2 separate regions of the Mus musculus genome follow, and region 2 is linked to region 1. Evidence: chromatin contacts called from public promoter capture Hi-C data. All regions are on one chromosome and are shown on one strand. The core of a region is the stretch at or near the end of the contact, and the rest is flanking DNA. Distances in the headings are between cores, read along the strand shown. Region 1 holds the start of Echdc3 (enoyl Coenzyme A hydratase domain containing 3). Region 2 has its middle 290 kb from the start of Gm30904.

What was found. Promoter capture Hi-C pulls out the DNA fragments that hold promoters and counts their contacts.
Region 2: a promoter capture Hi-C map of hippocampal neurons shows a contact between it and region 1, with 10 times the contacts expected there. The contact joins the enhancer-like site here to the promoter of Echdc3 in region 1. A contact is called at or near these places in 7 of 39 promoter capture datasets (the 3T3-L1 cell line, 3T3-L1-derived adipocytes, cranial neural crest and 4 more), 14 of 484 Hi-C or Micro-C datasets (3T3-L1-derived adipocytes, B cells, the C2C12 cell line and 8 more) and 3 of 115 datasets of contacts at active chromatin or transcription factors (astrocytes, embryonic forebrain and embryonic stem cells).

The regions. Positions count from the first base shown.
Region 1 is chr2:6,208,321-6,215,718 of GRCm38.p6, forward strand. Echdc3 (enoyl Coenzyme A hydratase domain containing 3) reads right to left here and starts at 4,674. Exons shown (of 5, transcript NM_024208.4): 1 at 4,471-4,674; 2 at 148-269. The coding sequence starts at 4,640. All of the region lies in intron 1 of A230108P19Rik (RIKEN cDNA A230108P19 gene), which reads left to right.
Region 2 is chr2:8,633,679-8,641,076 of GRCm38.p6, forward strand. No RefSeq gene overlaps it. Among named protein-coding and RNA genes, the nearest start is that of Gm30904, 290 kb to the left of the region's middle. Within about 2 kb of position 4,638, at least 5 of the 459 cell types and tissues checked have an H3K27ac peak or open chromatin away from gene starts, as enhancers often do. A contact at or near this core is called in cortical neurons and hippocampal neurons, where this site is marked.

The DNA.
Region 1 (7,398 bases), core at 3,424-5,923:
CAGTGGCATAGACGTTCTCAATGTTTTTCAAAGGAGGCCAGAGCAATTCTCCAGTGAAGTGAGGCAAGGAGTCCCAGCTCACCGGCACATTTTGAGAAACCTTACACGGGCGCTCTGGACCACTAACGACAGGCTTCAGAGAAATACCTGAAATTATAATGACTTTCAGGTCTTCACTTTCAGCTTCGTGAAGAATGTCACTTCGGAGAGATTTCAGCATGGCCAGTGACAGCGCATTCCTCCTCCTGGGATTGCTTAAGACAATGTTCCTGTAAAAAGCATTTGATAGTCCCCGGGTCATGCACCAGTCAAAACGAGAGAAGACCCCTGCAATTCCTTTCTAATTTAGGAGCAATTTTGAAACTCAAGAAGAAAGAGCTGCTGAGGCCTGGTGCCAGCTTCAAGGGTCTGTCAGCATCCTGGAGCGACAGCTTCAAGGGTCTGTCAAAACAAGGAAGAGAGGTGACCTGAGAGGCAGGCTAGCCTTTTCTTCCTGGTTCCTTGATTTGTTTTTGCTCCCCCCGCTCCCTCCCGCCCTCTCGACTGTCAGAAACTCTGCCACCTCCACAGCAAGGCTGTGCCACAACAGTCCCCAAATCATCTGTGGCCACAGAGGATGTGAGTTTCAGGTGACAGTGGCCAGGTTAGGTGAATCTGACAAACAGGCCCTACCCACAACTTCTTTCCAGGTGCTGTTCTTTAGAACGAGGTTAGGAGAGGAGCCAAGGAAGTAAAAGTCCCCCTTCCCTCTCTCCTCCCACACAATCCAAAGAAAAGGTAGCAGAGGTCTGGCTGCAGGGGTATACACACTGCAGCATTTACAAAGGTTTCTGGTAAACGTGCAAGATAATTTGTGCCATTGGGGAACAGATGCTAGAGAGAGCGCAGACGGGCAAACCCGTGCAACAGATGTAGCATCTCGAAGAGAGCTGGCACCTCCAGGGCCTCTCTGCTATTTTAAAATGGCCCATGCTCAGAATACAACAACCTGTATTGTCATCCTACAGCCTTATATAGAAATGTCTTATTTTTGCTGTCCTTAGAAATGGGCAGTGAACCAAACCAGATTCTCATCACATGCTTCCTATTTCCCGTTGGTCTCCGCCCACACGAGCTCTAAGCCTGCTCCGTTCTCTTCTGAATATGGCATTGTATTGTTACACGGTCAATCGGGTCCTCCACAAATAACACTTAGGAGGTTTTTTTTTTTTTTCTTTCTTTTTAAACAACTCTGATGACTAAATTTATCTCCACAAAATAAGAATAATCATTCCTTTTGGGATACCTGTTCAGTTTCGCTGCAGTTCCCAGGTAGCTGTGGGGCTGTTTTGTTTCTCAGAAGCACACTCTCTCCCAAGTCTAGGAATCCCTTGCAGCTCATCTGCTGATGCTTAGAACCTTTATCTATGGAAGTGGTGGAAATTACCTGTAACCTTGTGGCAGAATAATGAGTGTGCTCATGGTTGCAAACAGAAGACACTGTCACCCTAAGCCTCAAGGGGTTTCTTTGCAAGCATGAGAACATGTGTTCCATCTCTAGAGCTAGTTCCTCCTCCCTCTCCCTCCCCCCCTCTCTCTCTCAGCAGGGCACTGTGACATGTACTTTGAATCCTAGTGCTGGGGAGGTGGAGACAGACTCTAGACCAGTGGGAAACCCATCTCAACAGGGTGGGCGACATGGGAGGAATCCAGATGATCACCTGGCTTCCTTCCTGACATGTGCATGTGAGAGTACACGTACACACATGTCTCATGTGCATGTGAGAGTACACACATACACACGGAAGTTGCCACCCCAGTATTTACATCAGCTTAAGGTAAAATTGCACAAGAAGATCCCAACCCACACGGTCTGCTGTTTGGTGGTATCTGTTCGGATGAATCCTGCTAATCCTTCCGGACTCGCTGTTAGACAGTTCTCACAAGCGGACTTCTCTTCCCACCGCCCCACTGATCCATCTCAGTGATCATCTCCTCATTGCCAGACCCAGATGCACCTGTGGCCTGCACCACTCCCCTTTTAGGAAGCCGTCACCTCTGGGCAGGGCTTCCTTCTTCTCTAGTCAGTTCGTGCCTTCTTTGCTGGGCTCCCAGGCTCTGGCAGGAGCGCCATCCCTTGCCCTATCGTTGTTCCATGCACACTGCCCAGGCAACTTCACTGGTGACACCTCTGTGACACTCTGTGCTGAGATCTCCCAGTCATGCCCCCTAGTTCAAGCCCTTCTCCAGAGCCCTAGATCTGTGTGTTTGCTCTGACGGTCTCTGGGCAACCTTCCTTCCCCACGCACCCCTCTCCTCTGAGCTGCTGTTGTCACCCTAGCTGGAACCAGAAAGTCACCTTATGTTGCTCTGCAGCTCTCCTTGATTTCCCAGGACATCGAAATTCCTCAGCCTCTCACCAGCCTCAGCACTCTCATGACTGTTTCAATGTGGCGTGCCTTAAGCAGAGACCTTCACCAGTACTCTGAATTTAAAGGAAAAATGTCTCTCTGATGAGGTCTCTCTCCCATAGGACACCTATAGAGACATAATGGTCCCTATAAGTGGTCCAAATAGCTATCCGAAGATCATCATTTTAAAATACCACTTTTGTTTTTCACAGCTATTTCTACTGGACTGTAGAGGACTGGACTAGTCTCATAGGCCCACTCTGCCATGATGGCACATGAGGGGGAAACACCTTGGGAGGCAGAGGCGATCTCTTTCAGCCTCCTGGTTCACTACCTCCAGACAGTCATCTCTGAACTTAACTCTCATCTGTAAAGAGGGGTGACAGACATCTTGCAGGCCATTGTGTGACTCAGGGACAATGAGTGCAAGTGCCTGACACAGCTCTCATTTCATAGCTGGTCTTCACGGTAGGACGGCATTATTGCTCTGAGGCACAGTTTGAAACGGGAGACTTGAAGTGACCGAGTCACACAAGTCCCCCTGCTTACCATAGTACTGTTCTAATGCTTGGCTCAGGTAGAATATTAATACATGATTCCTATCATCTATAATCAACTGGTCTCATCACCCTTCTCTTCTGATTCCCGATTCATGTTTACTTCTGAAGGACTCAGTCTTCCATCTCTTGCCAGAATTTCTGAGCAGATATGAGCAGACTTTATTTGGTGGGGGAGGGGATGCAGCCCAGGCTAGTCTCGAACTTGCTATGTAGTCCTGGAGGGCTTTGAACTCAGGTTTGTCCTGCTTCAGCCTTCCGAGTGGTGTGATTACAAGCCTGTGCTACCACACCCAGCTTATGACTATAGTATTAGTATTAGAAGCTTCTCTTTAAAAATCATAAAGGGCCGGGCAATGGTGGCGCACGCCTTTAACCCCAGCACTTCAGAGGCAGGAGCAGGCAGATTTCTGAGTTCAAGGCTAGCCTGGTCTATAGAGAGAGTTCTAGGACAGCCAGGGCTACACAGAGAAACCCTGTCTCAAAAAAAAAAAAAAAATCAGAAAGGAAGGCTCTACATTTCAGAGCCCCCTAAGGCTCTCTTTGGGAGTGTTTCTATCTCTGTTGATGGCCAAGGAGTCCACAGGAAATGGGATTGCTCTTTAGTTACTGAGCCCCACCAATGCTTAGCCCCTGTGGTGGCCACCCATGGTTGTCTGTAGGGAGTTAGGGGACAGACAGAATATGGGCACCTTGGATGGGTATCCGCAGACCTGTGTGCTAAGCTCCTTAAAGGCTGTAGTAATAGAGAGGTCTGAGGGTGAAGGGGAGGTGTGGGGAGAGCCAAAGGCCAGAGGTTGGCTCTCCATTCTTTTGGAGGACCACATAAAAGTTTGGGTGAGGATTAAAAAGTGAAACATGATCTTCTAGGGTTAAGAAGAGCTATTTACTGGAGTAGGGGGCATATCACTTAAACAGCTCCACCTGTAGCTCTTAAACAAGGAAACGTAGCTCTTCACAGCCTTGTGCTGCCCAGGCCTGAAAAGGGTCTTCATTACATCCAGGTTGTGCACGGATTCAAACAAAACTTTAAGGCTTTTAGGTTTGTGGCACAAGGGGGCAGAGATCAGGGCATGTGCCCTGTATCCTTACTTATTGACCTCCCCCACCCTGCATTTCAGCATGCCCTTAACCCTGGAGCCTGCTGATTTTGTTTGTAAGGGCATGGATCTTTTGTGATAGGCTTTCTTGGAGGTCATGGCAACGGCTGTTGCGATAGATGTGTGCTCATGCCAGCAGAAATGTTCAGAAACGACTGGGCAACTGGGCACGGTAGCCGTGTTAGGGGGCCACCAGGAAGTTTTCACTTACAACCCTCACATGTGCCTCGTATTAGTGTGCACAGGGAAGGGACACCTGTAAACTCAGTATGCAAGGATTCCTCCACCAAAGATGTCATCTTTTCGAGATGAAATCGAAAAGAACAGTGACAAATAACTCAGGATTAGTGGCGGCAAGGCCTGTTGATCCCGAGTCCTGGCTCCCAACTCCAGGGAGAGCCCTGGCACTGCCTGCAGGCTGACCTGATTCCGTCCTGCTGTCGCGTGCTGGTGAGCCTTGGCTCTGACTCCGACCCCGCAGGTCCTGCTGACCCTGGGCTGCAGAAGCCGGCGGAGAGAGGGGCCCATGGGTTGCGCCTGAGCCAGCTGGGCCACTTCACCCCAAAGGCCCGAAGGCCTGCGACCACAGCCATTGCAGCCAAGAAAAGCAAGGTTGACTGTGCAAGCAGCCTAGGCCTCGGGTTTTTCCCTTTTAGACCTGGTCACTCAGAGCCCCGCCTTCAGGGCCCCACCCCCAAAGCCCTGCCCCGGTGTCCTTCTCCTGGAGCCACGCCCCCAAACCCGGGCTGCGAAACTAGTGGAGCGGGGCGGGTGGGGTGGAGGGGCTCGGGGCCCTGCCCTGGGTGTAGGTCACAGAATGAAACTCATTTGCCAGAGCCAGTGATTTGTTTGATTTAGTCAGGCTGTGAAGGAGTTTAAGGGAGGGGAGAACTGGGTTGGCTCGTTTCTTTGTGTAGCGACACCAGGAATGTGCCGGATGTTGTGAAATGAGTGTCATCCGGTGATGAGTGGCAGGAGCTATGTACCACATTGCTGCGCCCACGCCTCCCACAGGAAACTCTCCTATGCCTTGTGGGTGATCCTGGATCACAAGGAGTGTTTAGCCTACTATAACTTTGAATGTTTTGCATCTTCCCGTGCAGACGCGGGAGACCGGTATTTATAGCTTGGGCTTTCCACATTCGCCCAGGGGAAGCCTGGAATCCGTTTCAGGATCCCAGTGGCTAGATGAGAGGCATATCCTACAGTGAAAGGCTTTTAAGTAAATCCTTGCGGTGTGGTAATTCTTGCAAATGTGGGTATTTGTGGGAGACACAGAATAAATAATCTTAGCTCTTAAGATCTTGTTGCTTCTAGAGGGAGGTGCCATCCCAGGAGCCCGAACTCTTTCCCAATGGGTTCTGCAAGGATAACAGTATATACAAGATATACAGTATATACAATACATTCATTAAATCTCAGAAAGTAAAAAGATTTACAAGGGTGTCCTATAAGATGACCAACCTGCAAGGCATTGAAGGGGCATCAGGGATGCAGCCTCTGTGAGTCTTATGTGTGCTGCTGTGGGATTTTAATCCATGCAGCTGCCTTTGAGTCTTTTGTGCTCCTGCAAGTAGCTCCTCACCCCTACCTACAGAGGTAACCCCAGTAGACTTACCGGTTCCCTAAGCTAGCCTTGGGTAGAATCGTTTCTTTGCTCTGTGGATGTCATCCTAGAAAAAGTCACACAAGGGGCTTGTTTTTTCCTTTTGTTTTGAAACGGGGTTTCTCTATGTAGTCTTGGCTGTCCTGGAACTTGGGTAGCCTCAAACCCACAGAGATCCACTTGCCTCTGCCTCGTGAGTGCCGGGATTAAAAGCATATACCGTCACTGCCCACTGCGAAGCTGTCATCCTCAGCTTTATAACAGGACAAAACAGTGTATAAGGTGATATTTCAAAATATCATTGAAGACTCTCCCACTACCCTTCACCCCTCCATTTCCTTGACTGTTGTTCTATCTAAAAAGCTAGATTATTCTTTGTTTCTGTGAAGAAACCCAGAATCCAGAAGAATCCAGCTGGTTAGAGGGTTGCAATTCTTGACCTCTGGGTTTTTAAAGCTTGACTCGTAGGGATGGAAGGCTACAAAGCAAGCATAATAAATTAGACTTGCCTTGATAGAGCTGGCCTATGAGTTTTGAAATGATCTCCCTGACCTCGGTGGTGTGATGTGACCACTGAGTAGCAGGTAGCTGCAGGAGTTACCCTTCAGGTCGTGCGTGTTAAGAGTACCAGGCAGATGCTAAGGTTGGGTGCCAGAGGGGGAGGTCTGTGGGGGGCCAGGTGGCTCAGAACAAGCTTTCAGCCAGACTAAGGTTTGGGGCAAGTGTAGGGCAAGAAGAGCCTATGAGAAAGGGAAGAAGAAGGTGATTATTATGGGAAAGAGAGCTAGCCAAGGTTTCCCTAGCTGAGAATGGAATAGTGAGAGCCTCAGCTAGGATAGAGGCAGTGGGATCCTTTTTCTTTGGTAGACTCTCAGAGAAGATACAAGATCCCAGTGTCAGGGCAGATAGGCCTGGACACCACGCAGGGTTTCTTGTGGCCTGGTGTGCTGCTGTTGCTACAGAATGCTCCCTGTATTCTAAGAAGGGCTTGGAAATAGTATATAGAACGACATGTTGAAAACAAGGTACTGGGGCTGGAGAGATGGCTCAGTGGTTAAGAGCACTGACTGCTCTTCAGGAGGTCATGAGTTCAATTCCCAGTAATCACATGGCAGCTTACAACCATCTGTAATGGGTTCTGAAGCCCTCTTCTGGAGTGTCTGAAGAGAGCTACAGTGTACTTACATACATTAAACAAACAAACAAATAAGTGGCATTTTGGGGTAACTTTAAAAAACAAAGTTATTTACAAGGACATCTTAGCAGCTTCATGAAATGACATTCTGTGCTAAAGTTTAGATTAGAAGTGTCTCCCTTGCCAAACCTATGTATGCATCAACGGCTTGTGTACCAACCCCTGGATCTACTATGTAGAACCTTTAAGAAATGAGGCCTAGGTACCGAAAGCTAAGCTGACAACATGCCTTTGAAAGGGAGCCTGGATGAACATGTTCCCTGTGACATTCCTGCCACGATGCTAAAAGGTATAAGCAACCAGACCAAACGACCATGGACCAAGCTCTGACATCCTGAGCAATGGGAACCCTTTTCTTGAGTTAAGGTGGTTTATCTCAGGTTATCTAGGCAAAGGGACCCAACTGGCTCAGGTGCAACCAATGGGCCCCTCTCTCTGCCGAGAAGCAGAGTTAACACAGCCTATATCCTACAGTCATGCCAAAATATGTGAGGCAATAAAAACAATAACAAGGAAGGTCACAAATTCAAGGCTAACCTAGGCTATGTAG
Region 2 (7,398 bases), core at 3,388-5,887, 2.4 Mb after region 1:
ACGTACCAAACTTGAGGATAATGCTGTCATAAAATTTCTAAACAGAGATACAACAAGGAAAGGAAAAACAAATCTAAGAAGTATGGAGAGACTGAGAAGAGTTTTCTGGGAAAACCATAGATGGTGATTGATGGCAGAGTAGCAGCCTTGGGAGCCCTGGGATACAGGTGTAGGAGGTAACACTTATTGCCAGACATCAGCAATGGCATCAGGGAATACAATAACATCTGTGATCAGCAATACTAAATACCATGTGACAAGGTCAAAGACAGAGAATGGATCACTGTCACCAAGCTGGGACATGGGATCAGAAATATGAAGATCAAGTTCCTTAAGATTTGTCTTTTCTTCCTGCCCATTAAATTGTCTGAGATGATTGAGTTTTCCTTGAGGACATCCCTCAAGGTGGGTGGTTTGATGATCACATCTGTGTAGCATCACGGTCTAGCTGTGCAGTAGATCAGAGTCAAGCCACTGGGGACTATAGTGGAAACCCAGTATGGATGTTACTATTGCAAAGAAGTAGGTACTGCCATTCAAGGGGCTAACATTTTTTCCTCTTTTTTTTAAAGATATTTTCTTTATTTACATTTCAAATATTATCCCCTTTCCTAGTTTCCCCTCTGAAAATTCCTTATTCCCTCCCCCATGCCCCTGCTCCCCAACCGACCCACTCCCATTCCCAGTCCTGGCATTCCCCTATACTGTGGCAGAGAACCTTCACAGGGCCTAGGGCCTCTCCTCCCACTGATGACAGACTAGGCTGTCCTCTGCTACATATGCAGCTAGAGCCACAAATTCCACCATCTGTTTTCTTTGATTGGTGATTTAGTTCCAAGGAGCTCTGGGGATACTGGTTAGTTCATATTGTTGTTCCTCCCATGGGGCTTCAGACCCCTTCAGCTCCTTGGGTACTTTCTCTAGCTCCTTCATTGGGGACCTTGTGCTGCATCCAATAGATGATTGTGAGCATCCACCTCTGTATTTGACAGGCACTGGCAAAGGCCCTCAGGAGACAGCTAAATCAGGCTCCTGTCAGCAGGCTCTTGTTGGCATCTACCATAGTGTCTGGGTTTAGTGGTTATTTATGGTATGGATCCCCAAGAGGGACAGTCTCTGGATGGTCATTCCTTCAGCCCCTGCTCTGAACTTTGTCTCTGTAACTCCTTTCATGGGTATTTTGTTCCCCCTTCTAACAAGGATTCTGAGCTTCTGGGCTAATATTGCTGATCAGTGAGTGCATATCATGTGTGTTCTTTTGTGATTGGGTTACCTCACTCAAGAGGCTAACATTTTGGTCCAACTCTCCATTGCCTCTGTGAAAATAAAGCCAAGGGGAAATAAGATTGGTAGGCACCATTTAATCCTATATCAAGGGTTGACCAGTGCGCTGCAGTACCACTATGCTTCATCCCCAAGCTAAACAACTGCCAACATTAGAAATTTATCCTATGTCTTCTTGGAAGACATCTATATCAGCAAGAGCTACCTGACCCCTAAAAAAAAGACCTTGTTCAACACAGGTTCACTGACCAACTTATGCTACACGCATACGTTACCTGAGCTCAAGCTGTGCTTACTGCATACTATATTTATATAAGAAAGATAGAAGTGTAAAGTGGTGTGAGGATGGTGAAAACATCAAAAGAAGGCAAGAAAAATCTGCAATTTTCATAGCCAAAATGATTTTTACCAAAATGAACTATAGGCATAAAACCAAGGACTTTGGAGACCCAGAGAACACTAAAAAAAAAACTGAAAAACTAGCCCATATCTAATAGAAACAAACAAAAACCAAAGAAGTGAAATATTATACAGAGAGAAAGAAGAATCAGAGTTATTTTAATATAGTTTCAATTCGCCATTGAAAAGAGTATAGAAAGAATTTAGTAGGGATTAAAGAAAAAACAAAAGTGAAGGAGTCCATATTGAAAGAAAATGTCCCTACTAAATGAAAGAGACATAAGTATTTTCTCCATAAAAAAAAAAAAAAAACAAAAAAAACCTTAATTTAAAGCACTCTTCAAATAATAAGACAAAAAATTCACATTGTTAAAAAAAAGGGGAAAGATGATTTAAGAGAAGCATAGTAGAAGTTTATTTTAGATTTATTTATTTAGATGTGTGTATGTGACTGCGAAGTGTAAAGTAAGTTGTGTCGGATGGTGTTTTGTTGGGCAAACATGGGATGGAGTGTTTTCCTAAAGCAGACACAAGTGAAAGTATGCTTTGCTAAAGCAGACATGGGTGAAATGGTGTTCTGCTAAAGCAAGCACATAAAGGACACATGGTGGAGGGTTATTTGCTAAAGGCATGCATGTATTGGTCCATCTTACATTAAATAGTTAAGCTCCATTTGTTGGGACTCCATAGAGAGAAACACACCAAAAACTTCTGGTCATGTGCTGCAGCTTCTTGCAGCTTCCACAGCAAACTCTGGCTGATTGGCAGAGTGATACCAGCTGGGACTGATTCATGTGGAATTTTGCTAAGTCATACTTGTGTGTTGAGACAAGACTCATGGAGTGTTGCAGGTATTATTAGAAAATAACCCACACTATTGCCAGCTACTCTCTGGCCCCAAAGCCTAACTAGAGAAGAATGGCAGTCCATCAGCCTTGGTGGGGTGCAGCAAGAGCAGCGTGTTGCGGGCAGTTGGTAATACAGAATGGACATGCTGTTCTAGAAAAAAAGAGAAAAGCTGAAACTGCCAGGTTGGTCTTCCACTTCAGAAATCTAGAGGACAAACATATGAAGCCCAAAGCAAACAGATTTTAAATGCAAAATTAAAGCAGATGTCAATAAAATTAACATAAATATAATAGAGATAATCAATAAAAAACTGTTCTTTGAAAAGATTATAAAATGGATTTGCATCTAGTTAGATTGACTATGAGAGTAAAAACAATCACACAAGCTACCATTCAGAAACAAAAAAGGTTCCATTACCATGGAACTCATAGACACTAACAGTCTGATGAGGAATAATGATAAACTCTGCATAGAAAATGACAATTGCAAAACTGGGGTTCAGAGTAACAAATGATTGTTTTAAAAATGAGAATATAAATTAGATGTACTGGCTCGGAATTAAATGTTCCTTTGAATAGATGGACAAGAACAGTGTGGTTGGATGTGTATCCTTGCTTGTTTTTGCTACCTGCTACAAATCACTTTCCATCCCTGCAGCATCTGCTACATTTTGTTACCTAGCTGTTTATCACCATAGCACTAATACCAACATAAATGGTTGCTGTCCCCATGTCCCGTGTCCTAAGGTATGGACAGGCTGTCTACACTAGTAATCAGTAGGCCCACTTTAATTTTTGAAGGAAAAACTGATAACTCAATACAATAAAGTAAGTTTGTTAAGGATGGCAGCTCTTTTAAATACTTTTCTCATTACCAGGACAAAGTAAATGATCAAAGCAACTCAAGGAAAAAAATGTTTATTTAGGCTCTGAGTTTGAGGGTATAATCCATCATGGCTGGACAGTCAAGGTAGCTGGAGCTTGAGGTGACTCGTTAGATCCATGGTGAAGAAGCAGGGAAAAATGTGGATATTCAACTCAGTTTCTGATTATGCACCTGAAAATCCAGATGCACTCGCATGTATATGCTTGACTCAGTGGATACAAAGGCTAGAGGATGTTGTCCTTGGTAAACTATGATGTCGTCTATGGTATCCTCTGAGCCACAACTCAGCAGTTCACTCAGGATGGCTGGCCACTGAGCTCAGTGTATCATCTTGTCTCTGCTCCCTCAGCCCTGGAGTTACAGACACATTCTTTCATGTCCTACTCTAATGTGGATGCTGGCCATCTGAACCCAAACCCCATGCTGTCTGGTCAGCTGAACATTGCCCTCACTCATGTTACAGATTTTCAAATAATTAATTCAGTGCTCTCTCTGCAGCAATCCTAGAACATCATAAAGTCTTTATCCTAACCAAAATGCCATCATTCGTTGAATTCAATAGATTTGATGAGAGTTAAATGACACAGTAAGAAATAATAGTGCCGTTTTCTATAATATACAAGATGTAATTTTCTATCTGACATTTATAAAAAAAAAGACAATGAGAATTACTTTTACAGTCATAAAAGACAGCATAGTGTTGAATGACTTGAGAAATATTAAAACTAAATCTTTTACACACCTAATTTTTTTTCTATCTGGAACATATATTTCTCATGAATATTTGAACAAGTATGATAAATAGACATTAGAGAAAGTAAAACTTCTATTCTTTTTTTTTTTTAAACAGGAACAGGCTTAGTCTAGCACATACACATACTGGTAAATGCAAAGTCACTAAAGAAGAATCCTGGAAAAAGTCACGTCTTATCTGATCTGAGAATGGTTCCCATAAACTTGAGTTTCCCATGTTAAGAATGCAAGCAGCTCCAAAGGCAAGGCTGCTTCCTTTTGGTATTTCATAGTTTATACCAAATAAGCTTTAAACGTGCGAATGTTTCTCTTGTAACACGGTGTGCTACTGCAGAACTTACGGGGAAGAGGAGGGGACTTAGATCAAACAGATTCCATGCACTTCTGCGCGTATTCAGCTCAACAACTCAATGACTGCTGTATACACAAAGTTAAAACGGCAGAAATAAAGGCAGCTGTGCAGCAAACAAGTGAAAAAGCTTTCTGCTGCCCTCTGCTGATATTGCAGGATCTTCATGCATTCTGCAGGTGTTTATCTTGCAATGTTGGAAGAAAGATTTCCTTTGTGCCTTTGACTACATAAGATGAAAAATATCAATAATAATCATATTTCAATATATTAAATATAAAAGATGAGGACTAGTGGTTGTTTTTAAATTTCAGAATTGCTAAGGATAGTAACTCCTTGTCTTAGTTATATTTTCTGTCACTGTAGTAAAATACCCTGAGAAAAATAACTTAAAGAAGAAAGACATGAATTGGGCTAGCACTCTGAGGACACTGTCATCAGGCAGTGTGGAATACATGTCCCAGGGCTGGGAGTTTGAGTCAGTTGGTCAGATTGCATCTGCAGAGAGGAAGGAGAGAGTAATGGTTCTTCCTGCTCAGCTAGCTTCCTCCTCTCTATGTTAAGTACTCAAATGGTACCGCACTGCTTCCCTCCTACACAGGATCTCCTGGGTTCCTGGAGGTTGGCTTCTGCGTGATTCCAGAGCCTCTCAAGATGACCATCAACCCTAACTATCACATATCTTTTTCCACATTGTATTTTAGGAAAACAGAGATAGAGGCATTACTTCTTTAGAGTTCTCATACTTGCTCCTGTCTTTCTTGGGTTAGAAAGTAGGTTAATTTTCATTTATCTCTGATTAGTCAGTGCCCCCCTTTTGCCAATATTATTTGACTGTTCTCCATCCCACAGCTACATTCTTATGAAAGATAAAATGAGACACACATTCTTTTTTTTTCTCACTTAATCTTTTTTTTAATTAGGTATTTTCCTCATTTACATTTCCAATGCTATCCCAAAAGTCCCCCATACCCACCCCCCCTACTCCCCTACCCACCCACTCCCCCTTTTTGGCCCTGGCGTTCCCCTGTACTGGGGCATATAAAGTTTGCAAGTTCAATGGGCCTCTCTTCTTAAGGAAGAGAAAAATTATGTGAGTAAGAAAAGAACTTTAGTTTGCTAGGAGTTCTTAGAATGGTGAAATGAAAACACACTCTATTGGGCTGGAGAGAAAGTATAGTGGCTAAATACGTTTTTCTCTTCCATAAGACCTAACTTTAGTTCCCAAGACTTAAGTAAGGCATCTTACAGCCACCTGTAACTCCAGCTTCAAGGGATCTAATGCCCTCTGCTGGTCTCCATGGGTACTCACACACATGCCTCTGTGCCTCTAGATCTGTCTTGGTCTCTCTCCTCTCTCGCTCGCTCTCTCTCTCTCTCTCTCTCTCTCTCTCTCTTTCCCCTCTCTCTATTTCTCTCCCTCTCCCCTTCTCTCTCTCTCTCTCTCTCTCTCTCTCATAAACAAAATGAAAATAAATCTTTTTAAAAATCAAATTTTATCAATGAGAGACAATCAATGTTTAGAATCATTTACTGAATTCCATTTAGCTCAGGAAAGCTTGAAATGAAAGTTGTGGATAGCATGCAATAAAAATATTCATGTAACATTTGGGAAAAGTCATGGTCTCTCTCTCCACACCCCACCCTCTCTCCAATCTCCCATCATTCTCACACCTCCCTACTTTCTGTTTCTTCATTCCATTTTCTAATGATGTGTAGTAAGAATATAGCCATATATTTAGAGTATTAAGAGTTAAGAACCATTAAAGTTAAAAAAAAAGAAACTATTATTTCAGCTATCAGTTTATTGTTCAGCACATATAAAATCTAAGCATGAATAACCCAAAAAATAAAACCTGAGAATTAAGTAATGCTTTCAAGATCTATGTTGTTGTTAGAGCCAAGTAATTAACTTCTCAGGGGAGAGGCATTGAAAAGCAACCAAGTTGTCTTTAAATATTATTCTGACAATAAAATGGTGATATCATTAGTGGCCGCTAGGGATTGGAAATAAACCTGGAAGTGGAAGTGTGGATAGAATTACTCATCTTGCTTGGCCAGAAGTGAGAAAAAGCAGAGTGGATAGAGGAGCCTCCCAAGTGCCATTCGCCAGCATGTCCACCTTTAGAGACATCGCATAAGAATCAGGATTAGTGAGGCCAGTATCAACTATCATAGTTTTAAGCTGCTATGAAAAACCCACGTGAAGGACTGCGGGGATTACTGAAGCCAGAAGCTCTACGGCTGACAATCATCTAAGAACTCAAATCACTACAAAGATGACTCAATGGAGAGATAATAAGCAATGATGCAAATTATTATGCCAACAGTACTCAGTCCTTGAAAGTAGCATCTGAGATTCCTTACATGATCCACTCTAGCCAAAGCTAGTAGGTTATGTGGGTTAGTCATAAGAGCTGTGTCTAAATAACATTATTGATTAAAAGCATCCAATGATCGTCAATAGTTTGAATCTCTCTCTCTCTCTCTCTCTCTCTCTCTCTCTCTCTCTCTCTCTCTCTCTCTCTCCCTCTCCTACCCTTCATCTGTCTGTCTGTCTGTCTTTCTGTCTGTCTGTGTGTTTTTGCTATGGATTGAAGTAGAGCCTTGTAGCTGAGAATCTGGAGCTCTGCTGGTGAGAAACCGCCTCAGCACTCTCCTCTCTTATTTTGAAAAAGAATCTCATAGTTTCTCACACTGGTCTTGAACTCACTATGTACCACAGGAGGGCCTTGAATATATAGTCCCCATGCCTCAGTCTCCCAAGTAACTGATATTCCAGACCTACACCACCAAGCCTGGAAAAAGGAATGTTTTACATAAATTATCTGCCATCCCAGGAGTTCCTATAGCAGTGCCTAGAACCCAGACTTAAATGT